2 separate regions of the Nomascus leucogenys genome follow, and region 2 is linked to region 1. The links are chromatin contacts, called in public Hi-C maps. All regions are on one chromosome and are shown on one strand. Each heading gives the region's core, a stretch centred on a gene start, on an enhancer-like site or on the middle of the called end of the contact. The rest is flanking DNA. Distances are from core to core; before and after follow the strand shown. Region 1 holds the start of CCND2 (G1/S-specific cyclin-D2). Region 2 has its middle 150 kb from the start of CCND2.

What was found. A called contact is a pair of places that touch in the nucleus more often than the background predicts.
Region 2: a Hi-C map of a lymphoblastoid cell line shows a contact between it and region 1, with 6 times the contacts expected there. The contact joins the enhancer-like site here to the promoter of CCND2 in region 1. A contact is called at or near these places in 3 of 4 Hi-C or Micro-C datasets (a lymphoblastoid cell line and an unstated tissue).

The regions. Positions count from the first base shown.
Region 1 is chr23:28,403,046-28,405,745 of Asia_NLE_v1, reverse strand. CCND2 (G1/S-specific cyclin-D2) reads left to right here and starts at 1,419. Exons shown (of 5, transcript XM_030804440.1): 1 at 1,419-1,913. The coding sequence starts at 1,719. The region is part of intron 1 of LOC115832878 (a long non-coding RNA gene); the gene reads right to left.
Region 2 is chr23:28,549,426-28,552,125 of Asia_NLE_v1, reverse strand. It overlaps the pseudogene LOC105738858. Among named protein-coding and RNA genes, the nearest start is that of CCND2, 150 kb to the right of the region's middle. Within about 2 kb of position 1,320, the one cell type or tissue checked has an H3K27ac peak away from gene starts, as active enhancers do. A contact at or near this core is called in a lymphoblastoid cell line, where this site is marked.

The sequences.
Region 1 (2,700 bases), core at 170-2,669:
GCCCCACCCTGCCTTGCTGGCTCTCCGCGCCCCTGCCCGGGCCCCCTCTCTCGGTGAGGGAGGTACTCGGTCGGCCTCGGTGTGCCCAGAGAGCTCGAGCCACGCCATGCCCGCTGCACGTGCCAGCCTGGCCAGCACATCAGGGCGCTGGTCTCTCCCCTTCCTCCTGGAGTGAAATACACCAAAGGGCGGGGTGGGGGTGGGGGGTGACAGGAGGAAGGAGGTGAAGAAACGCCACCAGATCATATCTCCTGTAAAGACAGCCTTGACTCAAGGATGCGTTAGAGCACGTGTCAGGGCCGACCGTGCTGGCGGCGACTTCACCGCAGTCGGCTCCCAGGGAGAAAGCCTGGCGAGTGAGGCGCGAAACCGGAGGGGTCGGCGAGGATGCGGGCGAAGGACCGAGGGTGGAGGCCTCATGCCTCCGGGGAAAGGAAGGGGTGGTGGTGTTTGTGCAGGGGGAGCGATGGGGAGCCAGACCTAATCCCTCACTCGCCCCCTCCCCCTCCCGGGCCATTTCCTAGAAAGCTGTATCGGTGTGGCCACGCTCAGCGCAGACACCTCGGGCGGCTTGTCAACAGATGCAGGGGCGAGGAAGCGGGTTTTTCCTGCGTGGCCGCTGGCCGCGGAGGAACCGCTGGGAGCCCTGCCCCCGGCCTGCGGCGGCCCTAGACGCTGCACCGCGTCGCCCCACGGCGCCCGAAGAGCCCCCAGAAACACGATGGTTTCTGCTCGAGGATCACATTTTGTCCCTCCAGAGAAGCATCCCCCTTCCTTCCTAACACCCACCCCTCCCTCCCTCTTCTTCCTCTGCACACACTCTGCAGGGGGGCAGAAGGGACGTTGTTCTGGTCCCTTTAATCGGGGCTTTTGAAACAGCTTCGAAGTTATCAGGATCACAAACTTCAGGGACATGACCTTTATCTCCGGGTATGCGAGGTTGCTATTTTCTAAAATCACCCCCTCCCTTATTTTTCACTTAAGCGATCTATTTCTAAATTGTCTGAGGTCACCCCATCTTCAAATAATCTACCCTACATTCCTGGATCTTAAATACAAGGGCAGGAGAATTAGGATCCGTTTTGAAGAAGCCAAAGTTGAAGGGTCGTATTTTGGCTTGCTACACCTACAGAATGAGTGAAATTAGAGGGCAGAAATAGGAATCGGTAGTTTTTTGTGGGTTGCCCTGTCCGGGGCCCCTGGCATGCAGGGCTGGATGGAGGGAGAGGGGTGGGGGGTGGCGGGGGACCGCGTTTGAAGTTAGGTCGGGCCAGCTGCTGTTCTCCTTAATAACGAGAGGGGAAAAGGAGGGAGGGAGGGAGAGATTGAAAGGAGGAGGGGAGGACCGGGAGGGGAGGGAAGGGGAGGAGGAACCAGAGCGGGGAGCGCGGGGAGAGGGAGGAGAGCTAACTGCCCAGCCAGCTTGCGTCACCGCCTCAGAGCGGAGAAGAGCGAGCAGGGGAGAGCGAGACCAGTTTGAAGGGGAGGACCGGTGCGAGTGAGGCAGCCCCGAGGCTCTGCTCGCCCACCACCCAGTCCTCGCCTCTCTTCTGCTCCACCTTCTCTCTCTGCCCTCACCTCTCCCCCGAAAACCCCCTATTTAGCCAAAGGAAGGAGGTAAGGGGAACACTTTCCCCTCCCCTTCCAAAAAACAAAACCAGAAAAACACTTTTCCAGACCGGAGAGAGCAGGAGAGAAGAGGGGTCGCCGGGCTCGCCATGGAGCTGCTGTGCTGCGAGGTGGACCCGGTCCGCAGGGCCGTGCGGGACCGCAACCTGCTCCAAGACGACCGCGTCCTGCAGAACCTGCTCACCATCGAGGAGCGCTACCTTCCGCAGTGCTCTTACTTCAAGTGCGTGCAGAAAGACATCCAACCCTACATGCGCAGAATGGTGGCCACCTGGATGCTGGAGGTAGGTCGGGGGGCGGCGCTCGCTAGGAGCCAGGACCCCTCCGGATTCTCGGGTCCCCGGCTGGAGCCCTAAACCTGGGAGAGGGCAGTCCCCGCGCCGGCTCCCAGCTCCTGTGCGGGAGGTTACCGCGCGCCTTTGGGCGAGACGCGTGGCTTCATTTCTGTTCCTCTCCAGATAAACTGGGGGGGGAGAGGGGGGAGGAAAATCTGGGAGAAGCGAGGCTGTCCCGGGCGGGGGTGGGGGAGCATCCCGCGCGCGTGTGCCTGCATGTGGCTGCCTCTTCTTCCCACCCGCCTCGCGACCTGTCTTTTGCGAAGCCGCCGCGGCTGCTTGCGCTGCGGCCAGGAAGGGAGCCGGGGCCTGAAATAGGGACCCCGAGCAGAAAGGCAGCCCCCGCAAAAGGCCAGAGCAAATTCGTCTTGGCCTCAGGTCCCCGCATGTGGTCGCGACTCCGCGCTGGCACTTCAGGGGGGAGGTGGAGGGAGGAGGGAGAAGGAGAGAAACAGGGAATTCAGGAGCCCCGGAAGTCCCATTGAAGAAACGTGTGTTTCAGGGGAACCCAAAAGAACCACTTCTTGCCCCTCACTCCAAGTCTTTGCCCAGCGAGCCGTGTGCCCACGTATGCACAGCTCTGGACCTGCCGTGGTTTCGCCATGTTGCTTTGCAAACTCCCTTTGGAAAGGCTGGGAAACGTCGCCCGCTTTACCCTTGCACCCCATTAGCCCGGCCACCCCACTTTTAATCGTGCCCTCTCCCCCACCCCCCACCTCACGAAGATTACTTACAG
Region 2 (2,700 bases), core at 71-2,570, 150 kb before region 1:
GGCCAGGCCTCTGCTAGCAGCCTCTCTGTGCTAGAGGGAACCTAGGGACAGGGACCGTTCCAGCTGCAGGCAGGTTCCTAGAAAGTCCGGTGGAATGGATATCATTCCTGTACTGTGAGTAATCGGCCCAAACAAAGCCCACTGGTATTTCCGAGTCCATTCCCAGTGCCCAGAGCTGGACCCAGTAGCTCAGCAGCTGCAAGGAGTGGAATGCAGTTCTCTAGCATGCTGCCCTAGATTCAGCCTTGGAGAAAGACTCCTTGCTCCAAGCGGGGAGGGCACTCTGAAGGTCATCTCGTCTATGCTCCTGCCTCTGGGCCCAAACATTGTAAGACATGGGGCTTGGGAGCCCCCTATAACCCAAGTGTGGGGACCAGGGAGCCTGCGTGAGGATTCTAAGGATACAAAGTGCAGTCAGGAAAAGGACGTCCCTTTCTCCGTTGCCTCCTTGAGCTTCCATTAGAAGGAGTTACAGGAGAGGGGGGAAGAAATCAGGAAAAGAAAAGCTGAGCCTCCGTGGTGTCTCTACCCTGACTTCTCTCCTGCTCCTCCTTTGGTCTTGGTGCAGGCCAGCCCTGCCTGCCTCTCATCGCTTTCCTCGCTTCTGGGCCACTAGTCTGTCGCAGCCACCATTTCTGGAAGTTCAGAGATAAAGCTATCCTTATTCTTTCGGAATAGTGGCAGCTGCTTTGTCAGTTCTAGGTGGTAGGGGGTTTCCCTAACTGGGTTGCCGATGAGCCCGGGGCATTCACACTGAGGAGTCAGGTCTTTGGCCTTAGCTCACTGGGTCACCCCAGCGGTTGTCCCAGGGAGGTCTTATTGCCACCTCTTGACAAATGAGGAAGCTGGAGCACAGCAACATGAAATGACTTTTGCTCGAGACCGTTCGCCGGTCCTTCCACTGCCTGGACACACCCCGCCAGGCATCTCAAGGCTGATTTTCAAGGGAACAGAAACTTCCACTGCTGCCTGTGCTTCGCCTGGCTCCCACCCAATATGAAAGAATGGCACACTTGTAGGTCACACGCCCCAGTTAATTGCTCCCTAGCTCCCATGGGAAAAGCCATAAAGTGTCCTTTCCAAAATGGTGACTGTCATTTCCCCTAGCCTAATTTAAGGCAGGCATGAACGTTCCCCAGAGAGTTCACCTGGGCTGTGCTCCTGTGCAGTTGCTGTGCAGAAATGTTTCCTCTGTGTGCATTGCCTGCTGTCATTTCTTAGCTTTTCCAGAGTGTAAGCTGTGGTCCTGGGGGAACAGGACAGTAGGTAGGGTTGGGGATCCAAGGGTCAGTGGCCCTCAAACCTGGTACCCTGTAAACACCCCGGTCATTTTGAATTTACCAGTTCAGGAAAGAAAAGTCCTTGCAAGCACAAAGTTGCCTGTGGTCAGAGGGATGATCTCAAAGTGCTCTTAGTTCCTGGGCCAGCAGCCAGCTGCCTGGGATGGTCAGAAGGTGAAATTTGAATGCTGGTGAATGGGAGAGCGGAAGTTCAGCAAGGCTGAGTTAAGCCCATTCATGAAAAAGATCTAGTCTCACTTCCTTATTGCCAGGAGTTGTGTGTGAAGAGTGTGTGTGTGCGCACGCGCATGCACGTGAGCTTGATTACTTTCTGCCTCACTTCTTCCTCCACCCCTACTCTTTTCTTTTTTTTTCTCTCTCTCAAAATCTTAAGTTCATCTTCAGGAAACTGCCCAAGAATGTGTAGCCAGTCTGTGGTTTGCTGAAAAAAAGAAAGAAAAAGAAAGAGACAGATTCATACAAAAGCAATTCTCTCTCTTTCACCCTCTCTCTCTCTGTTTCTCTCTCTCACACACACACACACACACACTCACACACACACACACTTTCCAGGTTGTGCTGCATGCACCTCTCCAGCTGTTCTCCCATCCAGTCCTGTCTGGCTTAGGGAGGTGAAGTCATCTCTGGGTGGGAGATCATCCCGGTCAAAGGCGGGGTGGGGGAGCCGTCAAGGCTGAGCCACAGGGAAAAAATTCACTGTTATCCAGTTAGCTCCCACCTCAGTGGACCACATGGTGCCTCTGGCAGGCTGTGCCTATGGCTAGTGGTGTGATTCCCAAGTTACTAGAAGCCTGCTGTGTGGCAGGTACCCGCCCCTGTTATCTGTGAGATGGAGGTGATCATGATATGGGCTCCTCATGGGTTGTTGCAGCGATGAAGGGGATGCACACAAGGTCACAGGTGATCTTGCTGAACACCTCCAGGGCAGGGGGCTCACCACCTCCAGGGCAGCCTGTTCCATTTTCAGCAACACAGCAAAGAAGCCACCAACCCTGCTGGGCTTTACAAGTCTTGGGAGGAATCGAGGCACTTCCTTTGCCTTTAGAAATAGAAACCGAGATGCTGACCAACAAAAAGTACGCACCCAGTGCAGTTTGACCTACCCAGATTCACAGGGGCCTCACGGACGTGTGCCTGAGAAAGAAGACGTAACTCAGGGAAGGATACGACACCAAAGCCCTCGAAATGATTAACTGGAGCAGGTGATTTTGAGCCCTCAGTACTTTCAGTTGTTACTCTCAGACTCTGACAAAGAAGTGCTTACTGGGCACCCACAATGATTTCAGAGTAATCTGGAAGGAGTGCACCTGTCCTTCCAGCTGAGCCTCCTCCGTGGGTGCGGCAGGTAGAAGGGCATATAGGGGCTTTCCCCGCCTGTAGCCAACATCCCCTGAGCTGT